Regions from separate parts of the Gossypium hirsutum genome. Here region 2 is linked to region 1. The links are chromatin contacts, called in public Hi-C maps. All regions are on one chromosome and are shown on one strand. Each heading gives the region's core, a stretch centred on a gene start, on an enhancer-like site or on the middle of the called end of the contact. The rest is flanking DNA. Distances are from core to core; before and after follow the strand shown.

Region 1 (4,959 bases), core at 1,673-4,172:
AATTCGAAATTTATGAGGATTAAATTCCAAATGTACAAATTATAAAAAAAAAATTTGAAGCATATTATAACCTATAAAATTTAACTATTTAATAAAACAAAATCAATCTAAGGGTGTCTTTGGATTGGCGGAGTCTATGGTACGGTAAAATCTTTTACCTCACAGCTATAATAACTAATCTCATCACCATCATTATTTTTAACCTTACTGGAGGTAATTGCACCGTCCATTCAAATAAACCCTAAGGATCTGTTTAGTAATGCTTAAAAAAATATTTCTGGCTCCAAAAACACGTTTGGAAGAAAAGTTGTGTTAAACAAGCTGCTTTTGATTGAAATTTTTGGCTAAAGAAGATGCTAAAATTTTTAGCTTTTTCTTTCCCAAAAGTACTTTTGGTGTTTAACTACTTTTTCACCCCTCCAATAACATAATACTTTCTCTTTTTTTCTTGATTTTTAATTATAAATGTGTTAAAATCATTAACTAAAAATAATGTTTTTAAAATACTAATTACAAATATTTAATGGTTATATTTAAATATTTAAATATTTAAAATATAGTTTATATATTCTAATTAAATAATATTTATTACTTAAAAGTATTTAAAATTTATATTTCATTTATTAAAATATTAACAAGTTATAATAATCTTTTTATATTCTTACTCAAATATAATAATATTAACTAATTTAAATATTATTTAAATGCATATTTGTTACTTGATAATAACATGTCTAAAATAGGCATTTTATTTCTCAAAAATACTTTTTTGACAACTATTCTAAACACTTAAACTTTAAACCAAACTTTTCAAAAACACTTCTCTCAAAAACACTTTTCAAAAACACTTTTCAAAAGTATTGCTAAAGTAGCCCTTCAGTCGAAAATCATACGAGTGAGTTATATTATAGTGAGGTAAATGAGGTGTCATGCGGGTATAGATATGGGAAGAAGCCATTCGTGAGGGTGAAGCTAAGGACAAATTGATTGAAGCTATTGGGTGTTGGGGAACTTTTACTCTTCTCAATAACAATTATATATGTATAGTGTTGGCATTTAGCGGAACAAGTTACATAAAATTTCGTATTTAATATATGGGGGAACCATACAAAAAATTCAGCATCGATCTCATCATTATCTTGGTCTCATTATTTTTAATAACCACGTTAAAATTAATTTAAACAAACTTACGACATCCAAGACAAAATGGGACAGCTTTTGGGTCGGGATTTGACTAGGTTTTTCCCTTCTTTTTTCTTTGCTTTAATTTTTGAAAGGAAACTGAAAGGGTACATTGAAATATTGGGAGACGACTATTTCAAATTTTCAATCTCTATGAAATGGGTATTTTGAATATGTCAACTCATGTCTTGTATCACACATCATAGATTAAAGTTTGTGATCATTATACATGTAATGTCATATGGAGATTAATTGATTAAATATAATTTATTTAATTGATTTGAATTGATTTGATTCGTAGAATATGTAAAGAAGTTCATTTATTTAAAGTTTTGGTGGTTCAATGAAACACTCAAATAAAATTAGAGTTATAGGAGAAATATGTAAAGTAATCTTAGGAGATCTTGAAAAATTTCTTTAAGAATCTCAATTTGTAGATTAGCTTTGATTCCGACCGTGGATGTACTTTAAACTATATCATTAGATCTGGAGGAGTTCAAGTATAAATAAAAAAATTTCCTTTCATTTGTAATCCTTCTATTTACAGTTATTGAATATATTTGAGAGTATTTATTCAAATACTTTATTTGCATTACTTTCTTGTAACTTTTCTGTTTGATTTGTATTTCTTTATCTTTTATGTTTGTTTACGTTTTATTTCAATGCCGTAATTTTTTTATTTATAAATTCTCATCTTTCGAGAGTAAAATTAATTTAAACAAATTTAAAATAAAAAAATCGTTTGAAGTTACATAATTTACGAAACTTAAGTTCTAATCTCGTAACACTTGCATCAGCATCATTTATAATTATTATATTACAATCAAAATAAAAAATTTAGGGATGGTAAATGGGTTAAATTATAGATATATATATTTTCGGACCCAGGGTAACTATGTTTCCTAACAATCGTTTTACCACCTTCCACTTCTTCACTCGAGCATTTATTTTTTGTTTTACTATACACACCTTTGTTTTGTTTGACAGATATTCTCCTCGACCATCTTAAATAGAAGTGCATCAACCATTTTGATGAAGCAAACTGACATAAGGAAGCTCAGTTTAAGAATTCTGGAGCAGATAAAATTGCAAGTAAACTTCATTCAAGGACTATATTGTAAACCATAGATTCACTATTGATTTTCTTTTCAACTTATTAAATCACTAGTTCAACTATTACAAAATAAGATTTTTAAAAAGATTTTTATTTTCAATTTATAGCACGATGTGGGTGAAAAATAAAATTATACTAAAAAATATATTTATAAAAAATAAGATTTTGTTTGAAATGGTTAAGAAAAAATGTTAAAAATTATAGTGTTTTAGGTTTAAATCCTATTATGTGCGCATATTTTTCTATAAAATGTAAATAAAAAACACTCCCCAAAACAATATAATATACTTTATAAAATAATGATATTTTAGCTATTACCTACATAAGTTGATACTTAGTTGACTCGTCACACCAACTCAATTAAGGACTTAATGTATAGCATATATAGCAAAAATAAAATTAGCTTTTTAAGTCCAATTCACATAGTTTTTGACATTTTTTATCTAATTCAATCAGTTTAGTTGATTTTACATCAATTCAAGATTTAATAAAGTTTGACAATCATGAAAGAGAAAAAATGATGTGATGATGATGAAAAGTTGGGTTGATTTGGTTTAGTTGAGGGCAAATGGCCCAAAAGGACGAAAAAGAAGTCTATAATTTGAATTTATTGGGCATGGGTGGTGGTGTTGAATCCCATTACCATATCCCCAAGTGGACTTTCCATATATAAGAAAAGCTTTATTTCATGCATTAAACTTGACCCATTTGAATTAACTTTATATTCTCTTTTGAGTTTTGACCAACCATCTGTGTTCATGAAATTTCCTCATTATACTTTATTTTTCAAATTGCTCTATATTTCTCATTTTTAATAATTAAATATATAAAATAAAAACCAATAGCTTCCCCACCACATGCATACCTATATATATGCACACTTTAAACATTTATATTCAAATCATATTACATAATTTTAATTTTAAAATTTTCGGTAACAATTAGGTAATGAATTTTTTTTCTAAAAATATGATTAAAAGATCAAAATAAAAATATTTTTTTGGGTCAAAATCTGTTGTCGGTCTCTATACTTCATTAAAATTTGAGATTCAATCTCTATATTTTAATTTTCAAAATTAGATCTTTTTATTTTTACGATTTAAAAATCATAATCCAATCATAACATTATTAATATCTTTCATAAATAAATTGTCAATTTAACATGTTTGTTTTCTGTTAACTACATGCCTCATCATATGAAAACAGTTTAGTCAGCATGCCAAGTTAGAACCTTAAGAAAAGAATACTACCAATGTTTATGACTAATATACCAGAAAATGCCCATTTTTAAAAAAAAATTACAGAAATGGGCCACTTTTATTTAAAATAATGAAAATGAGCTGAAAATACAAAAACGCGCCGAGCTAGTGACATTTTCAAGGGAAAATCAGAAAAACGCGTCCAACTCAACACTTTTTTCCCTCCTGACCAATAAAACGCGTCCAGGTCAACGCGTTCCCCCCCAACGGTCACTTTCAACTGCTATTTTAAATAGCCGTTGCCCCCCAACACCTTCTTCTCACTCACATTCCTTACAATTCTCTTTTAATTCTCTCTTAAAAAATCTTTCAAATTTCTCAATGAACTCTAAAAAATCTCTCAAAATCTCTCTTAAATTTTTCCCTAAATTCTATGTTTATCTAAATTCTATTTATTATTATTTATTAATATTTTTAATAAATAAATTTTTATTAAAAATTTGTTTGCATTTAATATAATTTAGCAATGGTCGGGTCTCTAATCCATCTTGATAACAAGCACATCTCCGTCAACCAAATGCAAATGGTAAGAATAAATTTTAATAAATTTTAATATTGTTTAATTTTTTATTTCATTGTTATATTTTAACTTAATATTTTTTATAATTTTTACGTAAATAGGCGGAAGATTGAATTTTACAATGTCATATTCGTAATCTACCCGGTCCTCCATCACCATTGATCAAAACATAATTGAGGGAAGTCGATTTTTGGTACGTAGCCTTTGTAGCCGGGGGTGTAAGTTGGACCCGAAACTTATAAGCGCGTTGGTGGAGAGGTAGAGACCCGAGACACACACATTCTATCTTTCATGCGGCAAGTGTACTATCACTCTAGAGGACGTACATTTATAGTTGGGGTTATCCGTGGACGAGTTAGTAGTCACCGGGTCTATTCAGTCTGCTGATTGAGGAGCCGTATGTTTAGATCTTTTGGGTGCGATTCTAGAGACGATTTACTGAGGTCGGATTAAATGCCTTGGATACAAAAAAAATTTGCAGAGCTAGTTGAGGATTCAACTGAAGCCCAAAGAGAACGATATGCTTGGGCATACATCATTTAGATCATCGGGGGTATCCTGATGTTGAATAAATCATGAAATCTCGTCCATCTAAGGTGATTGCCAAAACTCATCGATTTTAGAGGAGCAGGTGAACTCAGTTGGGGGTCCGCCGTGTTGGCGAAATTGTGCCGGAAAATGTGTCGGGTGACATAACCAGCGAAAATCAAAATTGGTGGTTGCCTTTTACTCCTACAATCATGGGCTTGGTTTCGATTTCTATTTTTATGTCCTCGAGCGAACTACCCGTATACATTCCCACTTGTAACAAGGTAAAATTCAGTAGATATCCTCACGATTAAATTGATTTAAATTTAAATTTTTATGCTAATAAGTTATTTAAA
Region 2 (4,959 bases), core at 1,625-4,124, 210 kb after region 1:
CAAAAGCAGAGATCAAAGAAAAAGAAGAAAAAAGAAAGAAGGAAACATAGGTGGTGTGGAGAAGAAGAAGATGATGAACAATAACCGATCAAAAAAGTAAAAAATAATTATATGAAACGCCACATCAAACTTTATGTTTAATTATTGTAACAACATAAAAATATTTTTATTTAGGTGATGAAAATAAAACCACAAGATAATAATTCCCCCGCATCATATAAGGTTCGCCCGAAAAGTGAAAGGGTTTAGGCAAAAATATAGGCCCAAAAAATGAGCTTGGGCAAAAAAAAAGACCCGTTTAAAAAACGGTCCAACCTCAGGTAAGGTATTTTTAGCCTAGACCTGGCTCGAATTCACAAAAGGACAAAAAAATATGTTATTTTTTGTTATTTTAATTCTATTTTCTTGTTATTGTTTTTCCTTATTTTGCTACCATTTCACTATTTTGTTACTACTGTTTTGTTGTTATTATTTGAATATTATATAACACTTATTTTATTGTTAATTTTGTTATTATTTTAGAGGTATTTGCTTGTTAAATTATATTTATTTTAGTGTTATTTAAGTATACATATTTTTTTAAAATTTATTTTCAATTTATTAAAAAATATTTATTTTAATATTTTTATGTATTATATATATTTAAAAATAATATAAAAATAATAATACAAGCGAACCGAACCGAACCTAGCAAACGGCCCATTTGGCGAATTTCTGATTTTGGATTCGTTGACGGTAAGTTTGTCATAGGCTTTAAATTGACGTCAAATTGGGGATGTAGCTCAGATGGTAGAGCGCTCGCTTAGCATGAGAGAGGTACGGGGATCGATACCCCGCATTTCCATTCTTTTGTATTTTTCGGTTGCTTTTACTTTTCACCCTAAGCACGGTAAGTAAAGAAGGCAGGGAAAAAAGAGCTGCAAATATGTTGGAAATGGGAGTTTTAAATGGTTTCTTAAGTTGAATGAAAACCTCATATAGTTTATTATGTTGGATATGGAAAGAAGAAAGATTGAATCCAAGATTGGATTGCGCATTGTTCAAAATTCTCTTAATTGGCTGATAATTTCCAGTTAGTGCGTAGAATTATAGTTAATATACATGGTGCTGGTTCTTAAGCCTTATTCATGCAACTATATGAATTACCACCGTGGGAAAGCATGCAGGCACTGCCTCTCAAGCATTTTTTTGCCTGCCGATGTATAATAATTAGTAACTATGGCCGTTAAGTCTTTCAAGTTGTCAAAAACTCATTATAACCCCCACCCCCAACAAAACAAATACTTGCAAAAAAAGAGATATTATCATATACAAACTATCTGTACTGTGTGCCTCACTGTTATGATCTCAATAACCATTGTTTCTTTCATCCCTTTGTGCTGGCATCCTTTTGTAACCCCAAATTTCTAAGATTAAGGAACAACTGCGTTGCAGCTGTCAAATACCTCACGTTCTGCTCTGGTTTCAGTATCTCCACCACCTTCATTGTTGTCGTCATCCTCAACAAATCAGCTCCCGCCACCACTTCCTCTAACGCCTTCCTCAACGTCAGCAGTGCTTCCTCCCTTCCACCTTCCACGTTCATCCGCCGTGCTTGTTTCCTAGCCATCTCTAGCAAAGGAGGAGCCGCTACGCTCTCTTGAACCCTGGCCAACTCGTCATTAAGCACCCTTTCTTCAACCTTGGTCTCCTCCATCAACCTCTCTATCCTTTCGCTTTGCTCTTGAGACAGGTCTTGTACGGAGCTAAAAACTAGCCTTAACGCGAACCCTGGCTTGAAACCCGTTATCCAAAGCGAGGCACACTCTAAGGAAGATAAGCAGGTCGGAGCAAAAACAAGGAAAACGTTGCGTTGCGCCACGCGAGATTTCTCTTCGAAGTACTGTTGGTAGTGGGAGAGCACTCTGGTTATAAGGTCCTTCACATCATCCCCCGGATATTCACGGCATTGTTGCTGAGTAGTGAGTAACTCTTCTAAGTAATGCTCATGGCGCACCAGCCAACCCTCGAAGAACGTATCGAAGGAACCACCATCGCGGCTAGTGCTGGCGCCGCTTCCTGGACTCATACCAACCAAAAAAACAAAAAGTCAATGTCAATGAAGAAGAGAGTAAAGCAAAAATATGGTATTTTTATTTGCTTGGTGGGAAAGTAATTCTCTTTTTAGGCCTGGTGAAGGTGCTTAATTAGCAGCTGTTGTTTTTTTTTTTTTTTGGATTAATGAGATGGTTGAAGAAGAAGAAGACGATGATCATAGGAGACGTGTGAAAATTTGGCGTGAAATACAGATAAGGGAAAGGGGGCAGGGGAGTACCTTATATTATTACATATTGGTGTTGTCTTGAAGTTTGTAAGGGGGAAAAAGAGAGAGGGGATGAATAGAGGCTAACTTTTGTATTAAAAGACAACCGACTCAAGAGACAAAATGAGAGGGGGGTGAAAGGGGGGAGGCACAGGCACGGGTTGAGAAATGACAGGTTCGGTGAGTTTTATCGTCAAGCCAGGATTATTAAGGAGCACGTTTTCAACATGGTGAAAATAATTTTCATTTACCTGTTTCGCCATTAACCAAAATGGAGTTTACCCAAGAAAGATATGTTTTGGTTGTAGGTGCTTTCTAGTTGTTTAAGAAAGACACGTCTTTGAAGGGTGCGAAGTGGAGGGACAAGAAGAAGACAAGTAGGAAGTAGATGCCAACTCATTGGTATTTTAACATTTCAGACTTACATGAAAAGTGAACCAATGATAAATACCAATGAGCTGGAATATGTTTCGTTTTATTTTTATCACTGGCAGCTCGTCCTGGTCGATGATGGCGTTCACAGCAGGTAGCCATGGCGGACGAGGCTTCCACTTCACGGTAATCCAAAGTCATTTCTTTCAATGGATGATATTAAGTTACCAGGTTTTCTCTTCATCTTAATAAAAGGCTATACGAATTATGTTTTTACTCCTCCTACTATATTTCATATGAAATTTAGTTTACAAGTTTTTATTTTTATAATATTATTTCTTATTTTGAATAATTAAAAATTCTTAACTATGTCCATTTTTATTGAATGTAGCCTTTTTTTTTTATCAATAAAAGCCTTTTTAAGAAAGATCTGTCATTATATTAATAGGAATAATTAACAGTATTAATACCGTTTATTTTTTCAGTTAATTACTGATATTATAAGAATAAAAGATCAAATTATCTTAAATTTACAAATTAAAAAACTCCACGTGATTGTAGGAAATAAAGAAAATAAGAAAGAGTTGACAATTTTTCAACTTTCTAAATACCAACCCTAAATTAAAGTACATAGAATTTCTTTTTTTTCTTTCTTACAAAGTACATAGAACTTGAATATAGTGGAGAAACGTCAACCAGCCATAATATGACCCTTTGTTTGATATTGAAATATCTGTTCGAAACATAAACCAACAATGATGGTCTGAATTTTTGAAATTTTATTTTATAATTTTTAATCCAAACCAAGAATAAAACTATGATTTTATATGCAACGAATATTGAAATCATAAAAGAACACATATATATTTATATATATGTATGTATAGCAGTAAGAGTAAAATTTTATCAATTTGAAGCTAAGAGTAGTTTACAAGAGGCGACACAAGCGAGGCCTAGAACAAAACTGCCTTCCATTAGCTTTGACTAAAGCCATCGCTCCAGCAGTCACTCCAGCCCAGACAACGGAAGACACATAATGCTGTGCGTTTCGAGCCGCTACACATGTTAAAAAGAGAGGCAAAAAAAAAAGAGTGTCAACACTTTTAGTTAACAGAATTACTAAAAAGAAAGGAACAAGTTACATTACAACCTTGTTTTTAAGGCAAGGAGGGATACCTTGCTGAAGTGAGAAGGTTGTCAGTGTCAAACCTCCTATCAGCAAAGCTGATGCCACTGGAAGATACTGCCATTTTCAATTACCTTTATATTAGGTTGTAATGAAAAATATAACATATAAAAAGGGCAAGTGATTGATATTCTTTTACATTAATATTTTAATTATTAAACACCAATGGAAAATGATGAACTTACAGAGAAGGATTCGAAACTGTTTAGCTGGAATGGTGAAGGATTACTTTTACTGACAGTATAACGACCACTTACAAGATCCAATGCATCCTGAGAAACATCAAACTTGTTTTAGAATAAGGGTCTATTACATTTCCTTGATTGAGATTCGGGAAAGATGAAAGAGGGAGCTTGCCTGCCGAATTCCGTCGTGAAAATTGTTCACATAGTATCTTGATAACGCACTCATTCCATCTTTTATAAATCCAGCTACTGTCTGTTTGCCGTATCTACAGAAATTATTGTCATACAAAAGCATTCACAAATGGTAACAATGAAATGGATACTGATTCTTTGCAAACCATTGACTTCAAATCCCATGTATACCTAACAAGATCCCCTTTCAGTGCATGAGTCCCAGCATATTCAAGACTTATCTCATCACCTTGCTCAGCCCACACTAACATAAGTGAAGAAAGCATTTAGTATGTATAAAAGGACATCAAGTCCTAAACTAAGAAAGTTAGCAATGGTATGCAAAATAACTTACATGTTCTGAACTTCACATAATCTTCCGGAAACATAGAAATGTACTCGGTAGAAGTAAATACCCCAAGCCTTTGCAATTGGATGTCTAAAGTCTTCTGAGCAAGGTAACTCTGTTTAAGAGAATAAATAAGCAAAGCTTAAAAGAGCCTTGAAAATATTATAGAAATTCAAATTAGAGCACATAAAAATTTGTTGGTCAACATGGATATTTTCTTCAGATAACAAAGAATTAAGAAGACACATTTTTCGCAAACCTGGGTCACGTTTGTTCGATCAAGGCAATCAATGCAGTTAGATCTAATAATGCCTCTCTGTTCCTCCAGGATCTTACCATCTTTGTCTATAAGGAAGTATCTGCTCAGCTAGATTAGTGATAGTACAAAACAGTA

Evidence for each region. A called contact is a pair of places that touch in the nucleus more often than the background predicts.
Region 2: a contact with region 1 is called in a Hi-C map of leaf, with 2.2 times the contacts expected there. The contact joins the promoter of LOC107898250 here to the enhancer-like site in region 1. A contact is called at or near these places in 3 of 34 Hi-C or Micro-C datasets (fibers and leaf).

Annotation. Positions count from the first base shown.
Region 1 is chrD04:48,409,444-48,414,402 of Gossypium_hirsutum_v2.1, forward strand. No RefSeq gene overlaps it. Among protein-coding and RNA genes, the nearest start is that of LOC107899539, 19 kb to the left of the region's middle. Within about 2 kb of position 2,923, at least 2 of the 9 cell types and tissues checked have an H3K27ac peak or open chromatin away from gene starts, as enhancers often do. A contact at or near this core is called in leaf, where this site is marked.
Region 2 is chrD04:48,623,122-48,628,080 of Gossypium_hirsutum_v2.1, forward strand. It overlaps LOC107898250 (protein ZW2), which reads right to left and starts at 2,875. Exons shown (of 2, transcript XM_016823777.1): 1 at 2,791-2,875; 2 at 1,367-2,058. The coding sequence starts at 2,875. The coding sequence ends at 1,367. LOC107899544 (phosphoinositide phosphatase SAC8) reads right to left here. Exons shown (of 20, transcript XM_016825293.2): 14 at 4,825-4,924; 15 at 4,572-4,680; 16 at 4,409-4,481; 17 at 4,218-4,311; 18 at 4,046-4,132; 19 at 3,825-3,917; 20 at 3,514-3,730. The coding sequence ends at 3,680.